Linked DNA regions of Pan troglodytes: all the other regions are linked to region 1. A link is a contact called in public HiChIP or PLAC-seq data. All regions are on one chromosome and are shown on one strand. Each heading gives the region's core, a stretch centred on a gene start, on an enhancer-like site or on the middle of the called end of the contact. The rest is flanking DNA. Distances are from core to core; before and after follow the strand shown.

What was found. HiChIP or PLAC-seq counts read pairs in DNA pulled down with a chosen protein or histone mark.
Region 2: a contact with region 1 is called in an H3K4me3 HiChIP or PLAC-seq map of stem cell-derived excitatory neurons, with 2.9 times the contacts expected there. The contact joins the promoter of FBXO17 here to the promoter of LRFN1 in region 1. A contact is called at or near these places in 1 of 7 Hi-C or Micro-C datasets (stem cell-derived neural progenitor cells) and 1 of 1 datasets of contacts at active chromatin or transcription factors (stem cell-derived excitatory neurons).
Region 3: a contact with region 1 is called in an H3K4me3 HiChIP or PLAC-seq map of stem cell-derived excitatory neurons, with 2.9 times the contacts expected there. The contact joins the promoter of FBXO27 here to the promoter of LRFN1 in region 1. A contact is called at or near these places in 1 of 7 Hi-C or Micro-C datasets (stem cell-derived neural progenitor cells) and 1 of 1 datasets of contacts at active chromatin or transcription factors (stem cell-derived excitatory neurons).

Annotation. Positions count from the first base shown.
Region 1 is chr20:42,458,688-42,461,710 of NHGRI_mPanTro3-v2.0_pri, forward strand. It overlaps LRFN1 (leucine rich repeat and fibronectin type III domain containing 1), which reads right to left and starts at 1,408. Exons shown (of 5, transcript XM_016935906.3): 1 at 1,289-1,408.
Region 2 is chr20:42,107,669-42,110,691 of NHGRI_mPanTro3-v2.0_pri, forward strand. It overlaps FBXO17 (F-box protein 17), which reads right to left and starts at 1,438. Exons shown (of 6, transcript XM_016935882.3): 1 at 1,277-1,438.
Region 3 is chr20:42,164,691-42,167,713 of NHGRI_mPanTro3-v2.0_pri, forward strand. FBXO27 (F-box protein 27) reads right to left here and starts at 1,382. Exons shown (of 6, transcript XM_054673428.1): 1 at 1,297-1,382; 2 at 658-1,047; 3 at 1-75. The coding sequence starts at 1,021.

The sequences.
Region 1 (3,023 bases), core at 158-2,657:
CCTTTGCAGACACGCCAAGATGTTCACTCATAACAGACACATGCTCACACAACAGTCCTGTGATTTACACACTTCCAAATGCATAGAAAATACTGAGCCACAGTAGCACAGTCAGTAGACAGGCCCAGATTCACACTCACACAGTCTTGGACACACATTCCTCCCAGCCCTGAGGCACCCCCCCACCACCCCACCTACTTACTTCCCAGGCCCAAGAAATCCTAACATCCCTGCAGCACATTCAGCATCGTGCCCTCCACACCCCCAAAAAACCAGGGCACAAGCCAGGCCAGAGGTCAGAGTTCAGCAGGTGGAAACTCAAGAGGATTTGGGGGTTTGAGTCCTAGATCACGGTTTCAAGGAGATCCTCCCACCAGCAGCCCCAAAGGTTCCCCAGCCTGGCCATCAGGATGGAGGTAACTCTGGCTCCGTCTGCAGATGTCTGGCCGGTGGGGGAATTAGGGTGGAGTGGGTGGGGAAGGGCCGGGTCTTCGCCCCCCAACCCCCACCTCAGGGCCCATCTGTCCACTTCTCGGCCTCTCATCCCCCCTCCATCTGTCCACCTCCTGGCCGCCCATCCCCCCCCCCCCCGCAACCACCGGGAAGGGGAAGACATGGCCGCTTCCCCCAGGACCGCTAAGGACCCCCCAGTTGACATGGACCGAGGGAGCGGCGAACTCCCCTCCCCCAAATCCACACCGAGGCCTGGACCCACAAGGCGCCGAGCCTCAGCCCCCAAGCCAGCAACCTGCCGTGGACTCACAGATATACACCCTCGGAGACATACAACCCACAGACACACACACACACACACACACACACACACACACACACACAAATGGACACCCGAGCGGGCACACCCGGCTCCACAGACCCGGGGATGGACATCCAACCCGGACACAAACACCCAGAGCAGCTAGTCGCGCACGCACACGGGCTTGGGGGGGGACCCACACCTGGGCACACAACCCACGCACACACACACCTGCACACAGCCCCTCCGATGGGCGCGCGACAGCGCCCAGACACACAGCCGGAGGGGCGGCCGCTCGGGGGGACACGCGTGCACAGCCGGACACGCCGGCCGGGCTCGACACCCCGCGCACACCCGATGGCCACACGGGCAGGGCGCCGCACACGCCGGCACCGGGCACACACAGGGCCGCGCGGGCGCACGCCGGGCCCGCCGCAGCGCCGCGGACACACACTCGCACGCTCGCACGCTCACACCCGCGCACACACCCGCGCCCCCGCCCGCCGCTCCCGGGCCTCTGCGGGCCGCGCTCACCCAGCCCGGGGGGGCCCCGGGCCCGGCCCCGCCGCCGCCGCCTCGCTCCGCGCCATGGTGGGGGGAGGGCCGGGGGAGGGGGCGCGGTGCCGCGGGGCCGCCTCCCTCCCGCCTCCCGCCCTCCCTCCCGAGCCGCCGCCGAGCTCCGCCCTCCGCGCCGCCCGCCGCCACCGCCGCCGCAAGGGGGGAGGGGGCGCCGACTGGTGGGGGCGGCCGGGCGGGGCGGTCGCACACCCGGGATCCCCGCCCCGAACCTGCCGCAGACCCCTCTCCACTGCGGAGCCGCCGCGGGCCCGCCCCCGACCCTTCCCCAGCCCCACCCCCAGCCCCGCCGGCCTCCCCCGAGACCCCCCCCAGACCACGCCCCAACTGGCCTAGGGACCCCGAATCTCCCTACAGAGACCTCCCATCACGTCCTAATACCCAGAGGGACCTCGGATCAGGCCTCACCTCTTTTGAGAACCCAGGCGATGTTCTAGGGCCACCCAGGACCACAAATCATGCCCTGCTCTCCTGCTTGACCTCAGACTATGACCCACACACTGTCAGGAACCCCAGACCATGCCCCCAAACCCAGAAGAATCCCAGATCATATCCCAGCATCCAAGGGGATCCAGACCACCCCACCAGCAACCCTAAATCATATCCCAACATTCAGATAGACCCTCAGACCACACCCCTTCCCTCACGGACCCCAAATCATACCCTAACATCGGGGGAGACTTCAGACCATATGTCAGCCAAATCCCAGATGGTGCCTGACTCCCTTTGGGGACCCAAACCACATTCTACAGCCACCAGAACCACAAATCATATTCCACTCCTTCTTGGGGACCCCCAGCCATGTCCTTCTACCCTCAAGGACCCTAACCCATTCCCTTACCCCCAGTATGAACTCCAAACCATGCCTAACTTCTAGGGGGCCCTAAAACGTCTCTTATCCCTATGGAAGACCCTTAAACTTTCCCCATGAACCCCATTAGACCCCAAACCATCTTCCACCCCTTTGACCTTACACCTTTCTCTCTCCTTCTCCTCCAAGACATCCTTTGGTTTCCAAAACTCCCCAATTAGCCCCAATTTTTTCCCACCCCCTACTAGTCCTGCCCCCTTGAGGACCCTGCCTCCTTCTTGCTCCAATTCTTTCTTTTGGACCCTGAAAGTCCCCCCTCCCTGTGACTTCCATAGAGCCCAGAATGCCTTGCTCCTTCCTAGTTCAGACCCCTTTGCCCATCCCCTGTCCCATAGCTGAACCCCACCCCTTCCCTCAAACCCCACTGAGTATCTCAGGCCACTCTCCTTCTCTTTCTGAGATATTCACAGGGTCCCTAAACCCAGCAACTTCTCCCCTAAAAATCTGTGTTGTTTCATGCAGTGCCCCAGATTCCTGGGGTCTCAACCCTTCTCGTTTTGGATCCCACTGTACAGAGGTCCTCCTCTAAACCCCTTTCCTAATTTTTTTTTTTTTTTTTTAGACAAAGTCTCACTCTGTCACCCAGGCTGGAGTAGAGTGGCACGATCTCGGCTCACTGCAATCTGCACGATCTCGGCTCACTGCAACCTCCACCTCCCAGGTTCAAGCAATTCTCCTGCCTCAGCCTCCCTAGTAGCTGGGATTACAGGTGTGCGCCACCACGCCCGGCTAATTTTTCTTTTCTTTTTCTTTTTTCTTTTTTCTTTTTTTTTTTTTTTTTTTTGAGACAGAGTCTTGCTCTGTTGCCCAGGCTGGAGTGCA
Region 2 (3,023 bases), core at 188-2,687, 350 kb before region 1:
CCTCAGGTGATCCGCCCGCCTCGGCCTCCCAGAGTGCTGGGATTACAAGCGTGAGCCACCGCGCACGCCTGGCCTAAAAATATATTTTTTAAAAAGAAGCTCCTTAGCCAAGCCTTACAAAAAGAGAGTCAACAGATACTAGGTATATTTAATGGAACAATAAATACAAGTTAAAAAAATTATTTTATGTTAGAAAAGTAGCCAATAGAGAAGCCGAAAGTAATGTCCTGACTATACAAGGAGGTGATTATATAGGGAGGAGGAAAACCACGGAGATGATCAAAGTTGTCTCCTATTTTTAGCAAGGGATCCATGGACGCGTTGTCTAAAAGTTGATGAAATAAGAAATAACAATCCAAAAATATGCTGTAAAGATTTGGAAATAGATACGAGGAATAAAAAGTGGAAAAAGTTAAAAACGAGGCACCAGCGATCACGAGTTACTTCTTGCCATTTTTGAAAAGTAATGTAGTTAACAAAAAAATGTATTTGGCCGACAGGGGTTGGGGGCGGTGGTGAGGGAGAGGTTGTTGTTTAAAGGCGTGTTGTTTTCCATGCAAAGCTCTGTCCTGTCCTACGTGTCTGAGTGTCGTGTATTACTGGAACATTTTTAAAGAAGTATTATTTATTTTACAACTAGGCTCCCATAATATTTGTCTTTCAAAATATGGAGTAAATAGACGCTGTCTAAAGTTGAAGAGGCAGTATACAGAGCTTTAGAACATATCACTGAACATTGCAAAAGTAACTTGGCAGAACAAAATTTAAATTGAGGGTTGGGGCCGCAGCGAAACACATAATGTGCCCAAGTTGCTAAATCGAGAAACCGCCCTCCAAGGCTTCTGATTCACAGATTCTGCGAAGGGACTGACGGCCAGAAGACAGAAAATCCAGCAACGGTAAAAAGCGGCCTGGCCTTCCCCGGGCTGTTGCGCCCACGTGTTGGTTTGCAGCGTTTGGCAGGGGTTTTGGATGGTGGCCTCCGCGGACGAGCGCAGGGATGGAGAGGCCTGGGCGTTCGAACACCCACGTTCAAAGCAAAGCCCTTCCAGATTTAGGGCTTTCTAACGTGCATTTGTATAACTTTGGGTTTAAAGGAGCCTCAGGCCGAGGGAGGGCCCGGGGAAGCGACGCTGCGGGTTATGGGACTCCCAGGGACCCGCCCCTCCGGGCAGGGCCTGGCGCGGGAATCCTTCCCGGGGCGCCCCAGCTGTGGGCGAGAACGGGACTGACGCTTGGGTCCCGACCTGGGTCCCCTACCTGTCCCGGCGCTCACCTGGCGGGCTGCTCGGAGGCGGCAGCGGCGGGCTAAGCTTCCCTTTCCCACTTTGCTCTGGGAGGCAGTCGAGGGGCTCCCCGTGATCGGCGTGGCCCAGGGGGCCCCGGGACCGGCGGTCTGGGCGGTCGGTCCTCTCCCGGGGCGTGGCGGCTGCAGCCCGGCGCCGGGGGCGGCGACTCTGAGATCCAGCGGGCGGGGGCGGGAGGCCGCCCCTCCTCCGGCTGCGGGGCCCAGCGGGAGCGAGGGCGGGCGGGGGAGCTGGGAGGGCTGCGTGCAGCGAGGGGGAGGCCCAGTTGCCGCGAGGCCGGCGGGGAGCGGGGCCAGCCCCGCGCCCCTAGGATCCGGGGCCCACCCCTGGGAGAGCCACCTCCTCTGGGTGTGCGAGTTCCACATCCCCAAGACGCCCCCGCGGGGGGACTGGTCCTAGCTCCCCACCCCCACCCAAATTCCGTTTCCTTCTGGTTCTGGCCTCCTGCTTGCGGCCGTCTCCACCCCTCACATCTATGGGATCCTGCATAGGTCCACGGTTGGTAAACCGCTTAGCTGTGAGCCCGACCCAGGGCCTGATTCGAAACACTTGGATCAAAGTCCCTGGCCACAGGGATTTTCTTGTATTTACGTTGCTTCCCAGGGCCAGATTCTCAGAAGCCCGGGGCTGATCTTAAATTAAATCCCTTCACCACACGCACTCTCTGTGGCAATGACAAACCTGTACCCTTCCACCTTAGGACTCCCCTGTCCTCCCCATCCCCCCAGCTATAGACAACTGAATTAATCCGGAGGTTCAGTTTCGGTCAGGCTGGGGCCGCGACCCATTTTCTCCCTTTACCTCTGCCCTTGGGTCTTTGCAGTCCCTTCTGATGGCCCTAGATTGCACCAGGGACCTCAAGGTGACTGATCTCAGACACCCCAGAGCTAGTTTTCTGGAAGCCAGGCCTCCCCCACGCTGGTAAATCATTCTCCAGGCCCACTGGCTCATATCTGCCACTGTGCTAAATGCTTTGTATGCATGACCTCCTCATGGACGCCTCTCCCGAGAAACTGAAGTCCAGAGATACCTGGTCTGTTGCACGTAGTCCAAGTCGCTAGCTTGGAGGGGTCACACAGCCAGAGAGCCTGGATTCCCTAAAGCCCCTTCCCCTAGAAACCTCAGCCAGGCCCCACAGCGCCATCGTGAGGACGGCGTGAGACTGCGTGTGCAGCGCGGAGCACAGTGCTGGACTCAGAGCCAACGCTAATTTGACTATTACATTATTTGTAACAACCGCCTTTGAAAGCATTTTCTGCTGTGGGTTGTAAAATTACTGTATTATTGGTAGAGTTTTTAGCACAGATCCACACGCAGTTCCTTATGTGAAAGGCGTAGGCCTAGGTTTGTTTTGCATTCCGGATTTTGGGGGGGTTATTTATTTTATTTTATTTTTTTGAGACGGAGTCTCGCTCTGTTGCCCAGGCTGGAGTGCAGTGGCTAGATCTTGGCTCACTGCAAGCTCCACCTCTCGGGCTCAAGCAATTCTTGTGCCTCAGCCTCCCGAGTAGCTGGGATTACAGGAACGCGCCACCATGCCTGGCTAATTTTTGTATTTTTAGTAGAGAGGGGGTTTGGCCATGTTGGCCAGGCTGGTCTCGAACTCTTGACCTCAGGTGATCTGCCTGTCTTGGCCTCCCAAAGTACTGGGATTACAAGCGTGAGCTACCACGCCTGGCCGTAAGTAGCCATTTCTTCATGCTGCTCAATTCTCTG
Region 3 (3,023 bases), core at 132-2,631, 290 kb before region 1:
CAGGCACGGTTGTCCTGTTTTCCTCCACCACCCAGCCGTCCCCACCGTGCTGCACCATCCACTTTCGGAGGCCTTCTGTGAAATAAAAAAGGCTTGTGCCCAAGTTCCAGTCGTCCGCCTGTTGGTTCCTAGTGAGACCCCGCCCCTAGCCCCTCCCACGTGCTCACAGTGCAGCTCACTCACCTGACCCTTCCCACCGAGGCCCCGCCCCCTTCCCCTCCCACCAGCTCAGGGCAAAGCCCCGCTCCTCTGGCCCTTCTCGCTGATTTGCAGCAAAGCCCTGCCCCTCCAACCCCTCTCTCGGGCTCCCAGAACTGCCCCACTCCCACCCCTCCCACAGGCAACCGGTGAAGCCCTGCCCAGCCAGCCCTGCACCCTGCGTGCCAATGCTGCCTCGTCCCTCCGACACCTCACACCTGCTCCCAATGCTGCCCCGCCCCTCCGGCACCTCCCACCGGCTCCCAACGCTGCCCCGCCCCTCCGACACCTCACACCGGCTCCCAACGCTGCCCCGCCTCTCCGACTCCTCCCACCGGTTCCACTGCGGCCCTGCCCCTGCGGCCCCTCGTACCGGTCCCAGTGCGGCCCCGCCCCTCCGGCCCCGCTACCGCTCCCACTGTGGCCCAGCATCCTGGACTTCCTCTTCCGAGATCCCACCTTGGCCGCAGGGGTTGCGAATAAGGTTGCGTCCGATGGGTCTGCGCGCGCAGAAGCGGCCCAGGGGGCAAGGCCTGGCGTTACGGGCGGGAGACTGGCAGCTGCGGGCGAGGTGCAGCAGCGCGCGGCCGGTGGCGCCGTGGTCGCGGGCCAGGATCAGCAGCCACAGGGCCTGGCCGTCCACCAGGGCTCGCCAGCCCCGGCACACTTGGCGGCAGCGCCCGAGCAGCGTGCGCGGGGGGACGTGGCTCAGCACCACCAGAAGCAGCTCCGGGGGTAGTTGGCTCAGGTCCAGCGCCTCTTCGGGTTCCGGCTCCGGCGCGGGGACCCGGGCGGCCCGGCCCCTGGAGACCGAGGCGCCCATGGTCCCCCCGCCAGGCCCGGCTGTGGCTGCGGGAGAGGAAGGGTCAAGGCGTCAGGGACCAGCAGCCTCCGCGGCGCGCAGCCTATGCCTGCCCTGATTCTGCCAGCCGCACCCCTATCTTCACCATCCCTGGGCCCCGTCCCCAAGTCCCCATCCCCCAGCCCGTCCTTGATAGCCCCGATATCCCGGAGACCCCGCGGTCTGTGTGTATGCCCCGAATTGCATGCAATCAGCCCCCCTCGGCGGCCGCACCGACACCCCACCCCAAGTCCTACCCCGGGGCCTGGCGGCGCTCCTCGCCGGGATGCCCTAGCTGTGCCGCAAGCTCCCCACGCCCCTCTGCGTCCTTTTTACTCGCCGGCCCCTCCCCTCTTACTAGCCAGCTTCACCCACCCCTGCATCCTCTTTCTTACTCGCCAGCCCCTCCCGCCTGCTCCCTCCCGCTCTCCAAACCCAACCTGCTTCCCGCGACGGGGCCAGGTGCAGCCAGGAGCCAGGGTCTGCCGCTCACAGCCGTCCCCTCCAGCTGGCCTCCAGCCGGCCCCTTGAAGTGTCCCTAATTCGTTAGTGGCAATGAGACGTCTGGCTCTGAGCAACCATTGTTATTTTGGTCAGGCTTCTGAGTGGGAGGCCTCGTATCCGTTAACGTGTTAAAAAATTTCCATCACCTTTAAGGTCGGGCATAGTTATCTTCATTTCACAGGAGAAAACAGGCTCCGGCTGCTAAAAATTAATGCAACCAATAGTAACACCAGCCAACTTTTATGGACGGTTTTACTGCCAGCCAGGGTGGCAACCCCATGAAGTAGGTGCTGTTATGCCCTTTACTTCACAGGTGAAAAAACTGAGACCAGCAGAGGCCAAGTGGCTTGTCTATGATCACCAGCTAGTAGGGATTTGAATCCAGCCAGCCTAGCTCCGGAATTCCTCATTTTAACCTCTAGATCAGCTCTGTCCAATAAAAATACAATTGTGGCTGGGTGCAGTGACTCATGCCTGCAATCCCAGCACTTTGGGAGGCCAAGGCAGGCGGATTGCTTGAGGTCAGAAGTTCGAGACCAGCCTGGCCAACATGGTGAAACCCCGTCTCTACTAAAAATACAAAAATTAGCTGGGCGTGGTAGCACGCGCCTGTAATCCCAGCTAATTTGGAGGCTCAGGCAGGAGAATTGCTTGAATCCGGGACGGGGAGGTTGCAGTGAGCAGAGATTGCACCACTGCACTCCAGCCTGTGCAAAAGAGGGAGTGAGACTCCGTCTCAAAAAACAAACAGAAAAAAAAAATTGTGAAAGTTGATCATCTGAATTGGATCCTTCTTGTCATATCCAACTAAAACAAAGTTGAGAGGCCGGGGGGAAAAACACTTAGGGCAGATACCATTGCTCCAAGAATGTGATTCTCTGCAAGCCTGGCTGTTAAAACTGCCTGTTGTAACCTGGAAGCAGTCTAACTGGTACTGAAAAAACCTGCCGTGACTCTAAGACTAGTTTTTCCCTCTGCTGTCGCTTACCAGTCAGAACTTGCCAGCTCCCCAGAACGTTGCTAGTGTCAATGAACTTTCTTGCAAAACAATACCTAACATTTCTGTTTCTTATAAAAACCTCTAACCTCTTTGTTCTTTGAAAGTTCTGAAGACCGCCTGGTCTGTGTGGATGCCTCGAATGTCAATTCTTGCTTCCCAAATAAAACATTTTATTATTTTTTTGAGACAGAGTCTCGCTCTGTCGCCCAGGCTGGAGGGCAGTGATGCAATCTCGTCTCACTGCAACCTCCGCCTCATGGGTTCAAGCGATTCTCCTGCCTCAGTCTCCCGAGTAGCTGGGATTACAGGCGCATGCCACCATGCCCAGCTAATTTTTGTATTTTTAGTAGAGATGGGGTTTCACCATGTTGGCCAGGATGGTCTCAAACTCCCGACCTCAGGTGATCTGCCCGCCTCAGCCTCCCAAAGTGCTGGGATCGCAGGCATGAGCCACCGCGACAAAACATTTTAAATCGAGAG